Regions from separate parts of the Manis pentadactyla genome. Here region 2 is linked to region 1. Evidence: chromatin contacts called from public Hi-C data. All regions are on one chromosome and are shown on one strand. Each heading gives the region's core, a stretch centred on a gene start, on an enhancer-like site or on the middle of the called end of the contact. The rest is flanking DNA. Distances are from core to core; before and after follow the strand shown.

Evidence for each region. Hi-C and Micro-C count contacts between places; a contact is called where the count stands out from the background.
Region 2: a Hi-C map of fibroblasts shows a contact between it and region 1, with 5 times the contacts expected there. The contact joins the promoter of AQP8 here to the promoter of SLC5A11 in region 1. A contact is called at or near these places in 2 of 3 Hi-C or Micro-C datasets (fibroblasts and skin fibroblasts).

The regions. Positions count from the first base shown.
Region 1 is chr10:79,582,776-79,589,881 of mManPen7.hap1, reverse strand. SLC5A11 (solute carrier family 5 member 11) reads right to left here and starts at 2,690. Exons shown (of 17, transcript XM_036916916.2): 1 at 2,261-2,690; 2 at 436-580.
Region 2 is chr10:79,915,906-79,923,011 of mManPen7.hap1, reverse strand. AQP8 (aquaporin 8) reads right to left here and starts at 2,742. Exons shown (of 6, transcript XM_036916903.2): 1 at 2,626-2,742; 2 at 2,256-2,509. The coding sequence starts at 2,637.

The DNA.
Region 1 (7,106 bases), core at 1,441-3,940:
GCCCAGTTCGAATCCTGTCTCTACCTCTTATTAACTCTGGGATCTTGGGCAAGTGGCCTTTCTGAGGCTCAGTTTTCCCATCTGTGAAGTGGGGGCAATAATCAGACTCATGGCACAGGTTTGTTCAAAGCATAAAGCCAGCTCATTACATAACATGATTAGGCCCAGAATACTGGGTGTGTGTGAATCTCAGTTTAAACACATGGTGCCCCTAATAGGTCAGTCTCTGATTAACCCCACTGAAGAGGTGAAAATAAAGCCGAGGCCTGAGCACAAGGTCACTCTGCTGGTAAATGACTGAACCAGGGCTCCAACCCAGGCTTAACCTATGAGCTCTTAACGCTGCTCCGCACGTGGACCCTTGGCAGGGAAAATTTCCAGAGGTGACATCAAGGGCAGGCACTGGCCACACCTTCCAGGACGGCAGCTACTCACCCTCTTTCCTGCCACTCTTCTGTGCTCGCCTGCAGTGGAGGAAACGGCTCAGCCCACAGCCACAAGCTGGGCTTGGGGCTGGCTCAAGCTCACGATGCCCGACGCTGCTGGGGGAAGCTGCCCAACCGGACGGAGGCGGCCAGGTCTGCAAGGCAGAGAGGCACCGTCAGGACCCAGAACTGTGGAAGGCCAGTGGGTACTCTGGGGTTCTTTAGGAGTGTGTCTCTAGAAAAAGAGACAAGAGGACAGATTCCGGGGGTCTTGGGGCTGAAGCAGAGGCCGGGACTGTCCCCATCGCATTAGGAGGAGCCACAGCCCTAGTAAGGAGGGAAGAAATTCTAGACACCATAAGGCAGCTTTTCCCAAACAGTCCATGGAAGGTAAACAGATGTGAGTGGAGGATTCTCCGCCCGAATTGCCCCTTCAGTCATGACCTTGCCTCCTGATTCTAGAGAGAACAGACATCACAGGAGCACCTTGGGAACCCCAGATCTGTGCACCCAAAGGCCAGGGCGGCATGTCAACTGTACCAAATACAGAGCAGAGGTCACACTTCAACAGCTTCCAGACCTCCTTGTTTCACTAAATAGCAACGGCAGCCGCCTTGCTGCTCGTGCCAGAAAGCTGAGGGCCAGCCTTAAGTTGTGCATTCATTCATTCACTCATTCATCAAGTGATCTATGAGCACCTACTATGTGCCCAACACCACGGGTGCTGTGCCATGCAAACATGCACCAAAGAATCTATAGTGTTTCTTCCTCAGCTCCCAGAATCTATGGACCCCTAGATCTAGTCTATTCTACTTCCAAAGCATAGCTTGAAACTATCCATTTTCCCTCACTTAATTCTTTCACTTTTGTCAAATCCACCATCACCTCTGTCTAGACTAGAGGAAGAACTTCCCACATTGCCATGCTGACACTCTTGGTTCCTTCTAGTCCACCCCTCCCATGGAAACTAGAACAGAGATCAGATCAGACCCTTTCTGTGCACATGTACTCTGGTGCGACCCCAGGGCCATCACAGCACCCACCTTTCTGTTCCTTGGGCACTATTTTTGGACTCAGGTTCTTTGCCATTCTATTCCCTCTGCCTAGAATGCTTTTCTATGCACTTGGCTTGATGAACTCCTCCTCACCCCTCAGATGTCACCCTGCTGCCACACCCCCTAAGGGGCTTTCTCTTGGCCTCAATCTAAATTGGGTCCTTAAGTCATCTGCCATCATAGCAAACAGGACTTTGCATCACCACTGAATGAAGCGTGACATTGGATTTGTACGAGTCTCTTACTGCCTGTCCTCACTACACTGTAAGCTCCATGAAGGTGGGGACCATGTCCATCTTGCTCATGTAGTGTCCCCAAAGCAGGCACTCAATAAACATTTGTATAACAAATGTGGCGTTTCCAGAACCGTTACTCTGTACCCCTGCACATTGTGACAGCCACTGCAATCATGCTGATATGTCCCTCTAGTTTTTTGCTGTTTGTACAGATATTTTCATTACATTATCTCTTTGGGTCCATGTGAGTACACCACACCTGGGAACTGGGCTGGGCTGAGATTCATGTTCCCATTTGGCAGATGAGGAGCTTAAGGCTCAAGGAGGCAAAACGATCAGCCAATGTCCTGAACTTACTAAGTGGAAGAGCTGGGATCACACTGGTGCCACTGGCTGTATCCACCCCCTCAAAAGACACCGTGTGCCTGGTGTCGCCCTAGATCCCCACCATGGCTCACAGCTAGAGTCCTTCCTGCTGGCACCAGACCAGCTTTCCCAGTTTGGAGAATGGGTGTCAGGTTGAGGTGGAGGTAGGGAGTCTTACCTTCCCCTGGATACAGGGCCTACCTGCCCTGGAGCCCGTCGATGGCTTCAAGGCAGCAGGAGGCAGAGATGGCTCTGAGAAGGGAGACACCTGGGCCCCTCTCGCCTCGCAGCCACAGTGAGGATGGTGGTGGCCCTACCTCCTGCACGGCATGGTGCTGACAGCCTCCTCGCTGGTCAAACTCCAAATTCCAGTCTCGGTTGCAGCACGGATTAGAGGAAGCATGAATGATCTCCCCAGGAGCAGAAGAGAGGCTGAGCCCAGCCCTGAACCCTTGAACTTGAACTCTGAGCATGCCCCTGTGGGGCAGATGGCATGCCCTGAGCTCCCCCACATGGCCCCCATCAGGGCCCTCACCTGCTCAGAGGCCCATGGCCGGGAGGGAGAGGGGGCCTCGGGAGCCACGGGCACAGTCCTACTCACTCACCACTCCTCCACTGGCCCGCCTCCACGCCAGCGGGGCGGGCTGGGGACGAGCTGGGGGAAGGGGGAGGGGAGACGCTGGCAGGGAGGCAGGGGCAGAGGGAGAGTCCCAGGAGGGCACTCTCTGACGTGGCCTTGCTGCTGCTGCAGCAGGAATAGTGACCACCCTTTGTTCAGCCCCTTTTCCTGTGTGCCTTCCAGACCATGGCAGGGCAAGGTGGACCCCAGGGTCTGGAGCCCAGAGGTGCTGTCAGGAGTGACCGACCCACAGACAGGAGCGCAAGTCTGGCTCACGACCCCAGGGCAGGCGTGGGAGACAGCAGAAGGCTTTCCCTGGAGGCTTAAAGCACACAAAACACTGTTTAGTTACTAGAACATCCTGAAGATCTGGCCACAGCAGGCCCACATGGCCACAGGACAGCCCCTGGCTGGAGCAGAGGCATGGCCACCCCCTCTCACTGCAGACCCAACGTCTTTACTTCATTTGGTCAGCCTGGGCCCTGGGGTGCAGCCTTGGCACCAAACAGTGATAATGAATATGTACCAAACTCTGCTCTGAGGGCTTCCGCTTCTGTCTGAGCTCATTGGTCTTCCTGACGGACCTCTAAGACGGATGCTATGACTATCCCCATTTTACTGATGAGGACACAGGGTGGGGAACTGGCCCCAAGCAACCCAGCTGTATGCAGCAAAGGCAGGATTAGAACCCAGAGGAGCCATGGAGAGTGGCTGAGAGATGTGTCCCTCTGGAAGAAGGGGGGCCCAGATGTGCAAAGACCAGCATTTGGACTGATAACAGCATGAACAAGGGCCCACAGGGTAGTGGCATGCCCAGGGCCGGGGTGGGGGGCACAGATGTACAGAAGGAGTAGCTGGGATTGGAGAAGGGGGACAGACCTTGGGTCAGGGAACAGATGGCACAAGACTGCGATGATACCTGGGAGGCAGCAGGGTGACATGGAGGGTACAGTGTTCCACCAGCTGGGGATCTGGGCCTGACTGCTTGGGGCATGTCCAGGGGGCCACGGGCATGTTCCAGGGTCACAGTGCTTGGAGAGGAGGCATGTCGGTGAGTGAGACAGGCAGGTGGGGCTGCGGGTGACTAGAGTGCATGTGTCCCAGCTGAAAGGGACAGCCATGACTCAGCTCTAACCGTGGGGACACAGGCCCAGTGGGATTGGACCTTCCAATTGTTCTAGAAAAATAAGAAGTCCAGAATTTTGTACAAAGTCTCATGATTATTAATCTGCGAGGGCCGGATGTGGCCCAGTGACCACTGGCTTATAACCTCTGACAGGTTCTCTGTCAGGGATTTCTACCCTCATGGTGCTGTTGCTGGGCAGAATCTGGGGGGGTCTCTCCCTGCACACTAGGTGAAGCGCTAGGAGAACCTCAGCCTGGACAGGGGAGGGTTCTTGACTGCGTGAGAAAGAATTCTCGAGCAGGTCAGAGGAGTGTAGGTAAGGGAGGAGTTCATTAAAGCGAGAGCAGCAGGGAATGGCGGCTGCCCTGCAGGCAGCAGAGAGCAGGAGTGCAGAGGGAAAGAGGGGAAGCCCTTGGCCTACGGCAGATCATCTCGCCACCAGGGTCACCTGGAGTCCGGTGTCTGCTTAGATCGGCACAGCATGGGGTCTAATCCCAACCACCCCAGGATTTGGGGGAGCCGCGGAGCACAGGATGGAGTGAGATTATGTTCTGAGAACTTCCCAAGGAAAGGAGATTTTCAGGTAGGCTACTGAGAGCAGATTGCACAGCAGCAGTTCTGTCGGGGTCACCCAGGCAATGGAAACACGCAGGCCCAAATCTGAGCTCTTAGCAGCCCCTTCCTACTTATTAGGAGCAAAGTGGAGACAGAGTGAAGGCTTGGAAATAAACTAAAATAACAAAGAGAAAAACTGAAATAATGTGAGCAGTGAGGCAGCTGTATTTGAAAGTATGCACTTAAGGGAAGGAAAGGGAAGCGTCCTCAGAGAGGAGGCGCACTGAAAGGCTGGGGATTCTGTCTTCTAAAGCTTTGAAGAAGGGGGCAAAAAACACTCTTTGAGAAAGGAGTTGTTGGGCGTAGGCTTGACTTATCTCAAGGTGCTTGTGGTCTCAAGGTGCTTATCTCTAGTGAGAGACACCGTGTCTCCTTTCCTTTATTGTCAGTCCTCCAGCTGATTCTGCTAAATAAACCCAGCACAAGGGATTTGTTTATCCTGTTCTTCTCCAAGGTAGTGGTTACCCTCAAGCAGTGGGGACGTATCAGTTAAGGCTGCTTGCCCCTCCTGAAGGTAGGCTGCTGGGTTATTGTGTGATTACCAGAGACTATGTTAGGAATCTTACTTAGCAACTCTCTGCTTATTAAAATGGAATCTCAGCCTTAAGATGGGGTCCCTCCTGTTCTTACCATACTGTTTACATCTCAGCATTTCTCATCATAGGCAGGAAAAGTTCATCCCAGGCCCCTGCCCTACCTTAGTGCTATGAAGAATAGGACAGAACATGGCACAGCCACTTTGGAGAACTTTTTGGAGGTTTCTTACAAAGTTAACATACCCTTACCCTACAGGCCATCAATTCCATTCTTAGGTATTTATCAAGAGAAATGAAAACTTATGTTCCCACCAAGACTTGTACACAAATGTGCATCACACACAGCCTTGCTCATGATAGCACCAATGTGGAAACTCCACATCCATTGACAGGTGCACGGACAAGCCATTGCTGCTGCCTTCATACCCCACAGAAAGTATAGCAATCTTCAGTAGGAACAAATGCCATGGATGAATCTCAGAAACATCATGCTGAGCCAAAGAAGCCAGACATGAAGGAGTACATACCGTACAATTCCATTTCTGTGAGATTCCAGAAAGGAGACAGGTGACAGATCACAGAATGGGAGACAGGAAATGACGAGAAGGGGACCAGGGGCACTTTCTGGGGTGATGGAAATGTCATCTTAACTTGGGTGGTAATCATTTGGGTATATGCAATCGTTCAAGCCCATTAGACTGAATGATTAAGATTTGTGCATTTGATTGTATGCAAATTACATCTCAATAAAATGGGAGAGAATGTAACAGCAATGAGTTCTTGCTCCTTGTAAGTCCAGGAAGAGGCAAAATACTTCTAAAACCGAAATCAGTCAAAGGGAGAAATAAAGTTTAAAACCCATTTATTGCTTACAAACTGCAGTCCAGGGCCGTTTCTCTCTCCTGCTCCAGCAGAAGCCAACCAGCCCTCCCCTCTCAGGTTCAGATAAGCCCTCAGTTGCCCAGGTAATTACCCATTGATCTGGAGATGAACCTTTATCCACCCCTGAGGAACGCCTATTGATATGCAGATGCACCAAAGCCATACTTTTCTCCACCCCTGAGGATGCACTAAAGCTAGGTGAAATATTCTGGAAATATTACAATTTTACCCACCCTCCTCTGATGGCTGAGGCTATGTTCCTTGCCCAAATCTGACCTCCCAGGGGTTAGTCCTAGCCTGTTGTCTCCATGGGAGTAGGCAGGTCCCAGGGTTGCCAACACACTCGATTTTTCAAGAGAAGCCCAAAGTTGGGACTTTTATGCAAACACTCTGATTATGTGGTATGGCAAGTAATTTTAAATTAACAAATATAGTTAAAACGCTGTGTCAAGCAGTGCATGTGACATTTGGTTTGTAACCCTGTGTGATATTGTGATTTTTAAGAAGAAATATGTATATTTGGTCTTTGTCCCTGTTTCTGGTGCTGAGTTCCACACACCCTTAGAATTTCCTAACTGATGAGAATGCTAAATGCATCTTTTGTTATGTTAATGAAGTGGCTTTGGGACCCCCACCTAAGGATGGGGGCTAGTTGGCAGGGGAGCCCACCCGTGTGATTATAGAGAGTTGGAACTTTCAGTCCCACACCCCCAAATGCCAGGGAGGGGAGAAGGTTTGGAGGTTGAATCAATCGCCAATGGTCAATGATGTAATCAATCATGCCTATATAATGACAACCTCCATTAGGGGAAAAAAAGCAGGGATAGGAGAGCTTCTGGGTTTGTGACCATGTAGAGGTTCAGGGAGAGTGGCCGTTCCGAGCTGGCCTGGAAGCCGCACACCCTCTCCCCATCTTGCCCCATGCTTCCCTTCCATCTTGCTCTTCCTGAGTTACATCCTTTTGTAATAAACCAGTAACCTAGTGAAGTAAAATGTTTCTCTGAGTTCTGAGAGCCACCCCAGCAAACTTAGCTGATTCAGCTAAAGGAACCCAAGGAAGGAGGCTTTGGTACCTCCAGTCTACAGCCCGTGGGCCACAAGCACAGGTGACACCCTGGACTTGCTATTTACATCAGCAAGTCGGGGCAGTCTTGTGGGGCTGGCCGCTGACCTGGGGGACCTGATGCCATCTCAGGGTACATGTCAGAACTGAGCTGAAGAGTAGGACACCCTGCTGGTGTCAGAG
Region 2 (7,106 bases), core at 1,493-3,992, 330 kb before region 1:
AGCCCGGGTGCCCAGAGGAAGAGCACGGTGGGTGACCATCCCGTCACACCTTCCAGACTCTGGAAGAGCCCCCTCCATCCCTTCAGAGATGTGGCCACCAGTTAGAATGAGACCCCAGGCTCCAAATCAAGGGGTAACTGCACTTCCCCTTGTAAGTTAACCAGGCCCTGAACAACAACTGATTGGTTGAATTGTTCAATAAAAGCCCTATTTTTGGTCTAAAAGTGTGATAGCATTGAGTGTAAAGTTGAAATTAGGGGTTCAGGTTGGAAATGGCCTTGGGAATTGGGAGCAAGGTTAGAGGTTCATGAGTGGGTTGGAGATTGGGATGAGAGGTTGGGGATGTGAGGGGGGGTAGACAAAAAGTTGAACCTAGGGTCAAAAGGCAGGTTCAAGTTGGCCAGCCCCTCTCCTGGTCATGGGCACAGTGTTTCCTTTCACCAACATGCCCCACCAGCTCGGGTCCCGGAGCCAGGAGGCCCCAGTGCCCCCTAGCAGCCCTCACCGCCATCTCACCCAGCCCCACAAGAGCGGGGCACCTCTCCTCAGAGCTAGGCCCGTTAAAGCCCTCTGTACACAGAACTGATGCCCCCTAAGAACAGGGAAAGTAGCCATAAGACCCCCCATGTCACATACAAGTCAAAGCCCCCAGTGCCGAGAGCCCACCCACGAGCCTGCTGCCCCAGGGGACACAGGCACCAAGCCGAGACTGGACAGGGGTCCTCGGCTCTGGACAAAAGGACCTTATCCGACACACTGATGTGTCAGGACAGGCTGCCCGAACTCTTCCATCCCAGCTGCTCGCACAGGCCCTCCGGGGAGGCTCATGCAGGGTTTGGATGCACCATCTGGTGCTCAAGCCAGCAGGCAGGAGAGGGGCAGGCAGGCTGACTTGGGCTCCATGACCGAGCTCAGCTTGAGCTCTGCCAATGCACAGGGGTGCAGGGAGGGAGTGGGGATAAAGCCCCCCAGGAGACGGCACAGGTCGGGCCCTCAGGCCATCGGCCTCTCCACCACAGCCCCCAGCCCAAACAGGGAGAGCGGCTGGTATCCCCGCACAGCTCGGCCGGAGAGGGCTGGATTGTCTAGAATGCCGCACATGTTCCTGAGACTAACCTCACACTCATTAGCAATAAAACAATCAAAACACTTTCTTGGTTTATTCATTCATCATTCGCTCAACAAATGACTGAACTATGCGCCAGATGCTGTGCTGGCTGCTTCCTGTGCCTTATCTTGGATCCAGTCAACAAGCCCCTAGTCAATTCCTGGCGCAAGTAAGTGCCAAGTAAGTATTTATTAAAAAAACAAATGATTGAATAAAAGGTTGGTATTATAGAGAAGTATTCTCCCGCCGTGCATAATAGATGGTCTCTCCAGCCGACTGACCTGGGTTCAAAACCCATCTCTGCCACTGAATAGCTGTGTGACCTTGGGCAAGTTGTATAACCTCTCTGTGCCTCAATGATCCATGCCTCATAAAGCTGTTGCAAAGATGGAATGGCTTAATAAGAGTACTATACAGTATTATGTATATAGCTGGTATTGGCATACAGTTACTCCTCAATAAATATCACTGTTATTACCATCCCCACTTACACCACTGCACACAGAAGGGTTCAGCTACTTGCCCTGGTCACCTAGCTAGGAAGTGACAAGTCTGCATTCAACTCCAGACCCATGGGAAGACACCACCTCCCTGAGACATTTAAAGAGGGAAGTTAACGTTCTCTTACCATTCTGCTTTTCTAGGGAACAGCACTTCAATTTCCCTATTGAGATCTATTTTCTGAGTGAGATTCAATACAGAACGGGTATGTCTTAGATCACCTGGCCAGGCGCCTCTTCTGAGAGAGTCAGCCTTAGGGCTGGTCACTGATCACATAACCTGGGCAAGCCTCATGGCCTTTCTCCAGCACAGCTGGGAAGTGGACATAATAGCATGATCCACTGGGGGTTGTTGTGGGGATTAAATTAGTTAATATCTGTAAATTGCTTAGAATGGTGCTGGTACATGGGTTGCAAGATACATGTATTCAGAAAAAATAGTTACAGAAGTACTCCACCATTTCCATTTTACAGGTGGGAGGTTTGCATTTGGAGAGTAACCTACGTGCAGAGACAGGATTTGAACCAGGTGGTCCAACACCCCAGGTGAACTATCCACAGGGCTCTGGGAATCCTGAGTATGCTCCCCACACTCACTGCGGACAGCTCTGTGCCCCGACCCCGTGGCTGCTCACCTGCATGCTCACCTGATACTCCCCAGCGAGGCGATGATGAGGCCCAGGGCCAGCCCGTGGGCCAGGGCTGGCTGCAGCTGCCCTGTGTCCTGCCCGTTCTCGATGACTGACAGGCATCCAATGAAGATGAAGAGGGCAGAGCCCAGCAGTTCAACAAGACACGGCTGCACAAACCGCTCATACCAGGAACCGCACCACCTGCCCCCCATGCTTGGCTCCTTCACCTTGTTGCTGCCAAATTCAGGGTCACACACGGGCACATCCACCTGCAGTAGGAGAAAGGGAGAGTGGATGCAGGTGGAACAGAAGCCCAGAAGGAAGCCCCCATGACACCGTCTTGAATCACTCCAGGCTGCAGGGGACAAGACCAGCACAAACTCACCTCTGCAGACATCAGGGCTGAGGTGGCCCAGGACCTGGGCTCTTGCCTGAACTGGCTGGGAAACCTGCACCTGCTCTCCTGGACCCTGTCTCCTACCTGGGGCTGCTGATCCCCCAGTCTCTGCTCCTTTTAAAGGGCTGAGGAGGCTTGAGAACAGAGCAATAAAGCGGGGTGGGAGGTGGCCCAGAGGCTCACAAGAGGAAAGATTTTTTTTTACCTCAGCCGGGCAGGGCAGGGGATAGTCAGGCATTGCAAGCTTTCTGCCAACAAGGGGAGAAGTTCAGCTGTTGACTGGGAGTGCCCGGGAGAGCCCAGTCCCCAGTGACCCGTGACCCCCACAAGGGCCCATAGGAGACCCTCACGGTAGGCAGACGTGAGAAGGAGCCCGCTGGGTTGGGACACACATGGTCATAACAGCAGTCTCATCTTCAGTGATTTCTCCACTGATGCCCACGGACGTGTCCTTGTATCTGAGGCCTCAACACCCCCCACTCACTCCCCTTTAGCCTGATCCAAGACAGTGTGTAGACAGAAGACCATGGGCAGAGGAAACGTGGAGCTGTGGTAAGCCCCTGGACTCTGGAAACAGGCTGCCTGGAGTTTGATCCCAACTCCTCCGTGAACTAGCGCTGTAACCCCAAGTGTGTTGCTTACCTCTCTGCACCTTAGTTTTCTCCACTGTGAATTGTGGATGACAGTGATACTGGGGTCATTGCACAGGCATGAGACAAGTGCACACTTCCAGTGTCTATTTAGAGAATATCTTTATGGGTTACAAATATCTATTGAGCACTTTCTACATAGCAGGCACTGGGCTAAGTATCTTGTATTAAATGTATTATCTCATTTGAACCTCACAGTAACCCTAGGAGGCAGGTGCTGTTATTATAGCCATTTTACAGGTGAGGAAGCAGAGATTTAGGAAAGTGAAGTTTCCCAGGATCTCACAGTCCTTGTGATTGCCAAACTTGTGGGCTAAGTCACAAAAGGACAAATACTGTATGATTCCACTTACATGAGGTTCCTAGCATTGTCAAATTCATAGATGATAGAAGATAGAATGGCAGTTGTCAGGGGCGGGAGGGGACATAATGGGAAGTTACTGTTTAATGGTAGAGAGCTGCAGTTTGGGAAGATGAAAAGTTCTGGAGATAGATGGTTTCACAGCAATGTGGCTGTACTTAATGCCGCTGAACTATACACTTGAAAATGCTTAAAATGGTAAATTTAATGTTAGGTATATTTTATCACAATTGAAGACAAAGAACAAACTTGTGGGTTCAGCCACTCCACCCCATTGCCTTTCTAATGGGCACATGGATGGATGGACAGATGGAAGGAAGGACAGGCAGATGGCTGGATGGATGGGAAGAAGGAAGGGAGGGAGGGAGAGGTTTCCTTGTTCATACATTCAACAAATGTTTAGCACCTGCTGTAGACCAGCCACGTTCTAGATGGCTAGAAATGTAGCAGTGAACAAGACAGGCAAGAATTCTATTCAGTTTTCATAACTATTATCTGACTTTTGTATAGACAGAGATAGAGAAATAATGTCAAGGATAAGAGCATTTTAATGAAAATTTCTACCATATATTGACTATCCATTCCTACCACATATCTAATGCTGTGTTAAGCACTCTAACTATACTAACAACCTGATAAGTCCCGTCACTGCATACCCCCATTTTCAGATGATAAAAACAAGTCACAAGGAAGTTGAAGAATTTGCCCAAGCAGATTAAAAAAGTATCTGCTGCAGGACACAAGTGGATGCATCGCAGCTGGACAGACGGCTCAATGCTTCACTGGTAGAGACCTGCTCTCTCCCTCCTGCGTCCCCACAGCGCCTCGTACACAATGTAACTAATACCCTCCTCCCTGTGTCCCTGCAAGTGGCAACATAATTGTTCAACCCTCAACTCCCCATCTGCCTCGTGCTTTGCCCAAGTCCTGCCAGGTGCTGCTTCTGGAATATTTCTGTCCTGTTTTCACCCAGGCCTTTATTAGTTCTTGCTTGGTCTCTTGAAAAAAAAAATCAAACATTTATTACACATCTGCTAGGTGCAAGGCCCTACACTGGGCACCTCACATGCATGATCTCAACAGTGGTGATAGTCTATGATTTTCCCATTTCACAGGCAGGAACTCCCAGCTGCTATTACTGTGATACTTCCTTATCTGACCTCTTTGCCCCACTCAATTTGAATCCATTCCTTTACTACTGGGAGCCAGCAGGGCATAATTGGGCACTTGGGTCCAGGTTCGGTGACCAGGTTTCTCTGCCTTTACCTGTGGGCTGCTCTCTCAGCCTGTGTCCTCTTCCAGAAAAGTGGGTTATTGATGGTATCCATCCCCGCAGGGTTGTTGTGTGGAGAGACAATCAGTGTGCCCAGTTCAGAGCAAGTGCCTGGTAAATAGCAGCTATCGTGGTTTGTACTGGTCAGAGCAGGCTAACCGATGTAACAGATCACCCCAGCATTTCACCGGCTTCACATAATAAATATTGATTCACTGCTCACATCCTAGTCACGCCTCCATGTCACCCACATGATAGTCATACCCAAGCCGTTCCCTCTATTCGGAGTTCTCTTTTGCCCTTTTGACCAAATTATATTCCTTGTTCAAATCTCAGATCAGGTATATGTTATCCCCAACTCCTGGGCCAACTAGATATCAGTCTGCCAGGTCCTGGCAGTGACCACCCCCCTCACTAGAGCCAGGATTAAACTCAGTACATCCAAAACCAGTGGCTTTCCAGAGAAACAATAAGTGTCATTCAGGCAAAACAACACATTTCCACAACCCAAGAATTCTTGCATGGCCCGATGTCTCCATACACAATGTACTATCTCCCTTTAACCAGTAGAATAACTGGTGAACTGAGGAGATAGTATCTTCCTAAGTAAGCAATTGTTTGACCGGCAAACTTTTTTAGGCTTTCCAATCCCAGCACTGGTTGACTGGTTGACAAGATCTCTAATTTGTATCTCTGTTTGATGGCGATAATTTAAGACGTCTCTGCATCGATAGGTACCTGTCTGCCATTCACCACCAGGTCCAGATGGAGTTTAAAGGCAGGTAGAATTTTATCCTGCCATACCACCTTCCTTCCTTTCTTGCACTGATGGCTGCATAATTGTGCAAGAACATGATGCTGGTGCCATGCAGCAATTTTGCGACCCCAAGGTGCAACTTGCCAAAAGGGTATATCCTTGTGAGACAGGGACCATGGGCTTAGACAGACTAGGGTGAGGGCCTTTGGAAAAAACAAAGCAAGATAATCCATTGCGGGATTTGCTTTGGCCTGTTGGGGGTCCAGCTTGTTTTTCTGACTTCATCCAGTGCTGCTTTTCTTCCTCCAGCCCTAAACAAATGATTTGCAACCTGGGCAATGTAGCAAGCAAGCCCTAAACAAACTATTAAAAACAGGAAGGATTCCATCTTGAATATAAAATTGCACTCTAAAAGCCCAGTTAGTTAAAAAGTAGGTTTCTTAACATACTCTTTAACAAACAGACAAATAACTCAGCCCACCATGGGAGCAAAGCAGGCAGTCTTGACCAGGACGCTGCTATCCTGGGAGGAAATCAGAGCAGTAAGTTTCTTGTAAACAACTCGGAAGACTAATAAGAAACTTAATGTCTCTTCAAAGATAAACAATTTGGGACCACTTAGCAGGTGTACATCCCTAGCCCTTTGTCTCTCAACAGCCTATGAAACCCCTAAACAATGCACCATCCCAGGGGTCTCTCATCCCCTCCTGGCAAGAGCCAGGAGCTCTGTCCTCTTGCTTTATCTCTAAATAAAAGCCTCTCTTTTGCTCTCCTACCTTGAGTGTTTGCGAAGTTCATTCTTTGACCCTGTGAACAAGAACCCCAGCATCACTTGGTGACATCATCAAGCCACCAGACTAACCTCAGACCAACTACTCCAAACTTCTTGTTAAATAAACCTGCACTTCCCAGATTGTGTACCAGGACACCCCAGAAAGCCACAGTGAACTAACAGAGGGACTGGAAGATATTTTAAATTTTTAAGGGAAATATAGGGATACTTACTGTTGGTCAGACACTGTGTGAATTACTAGCTGATAGCAGTTCAGTTTTAATATTATATGGCTCTACATCCCTTTCAATGACATCATATCTTTGCAAGGTGGGTTTTACAGAATTGCCATAATAAAAAGCAGGTACTGCATGAAAATATGTGAAGAGGAAATGTGGCAGTGCCCAATCTGATTCCAAGGTCTGAGAAATTGTGCAGTGCCCCAAAGTAATCACCCTGTCCCCACGGTGTCCCAGGGTAAGTAACCATAGTATTTAAGAATTAGTAAGTATTTAAGTTATTTAAGAACTCAATTGAGTTATTTATTATAGTTTTTTAAGAATGAGATAAAAATATAAGTATTTTCCTTTTCATTATATGTGTATTTTTTTTCAAATGGCTACTAAGTTGTTAGGATATAAATATTTATTAAGTTT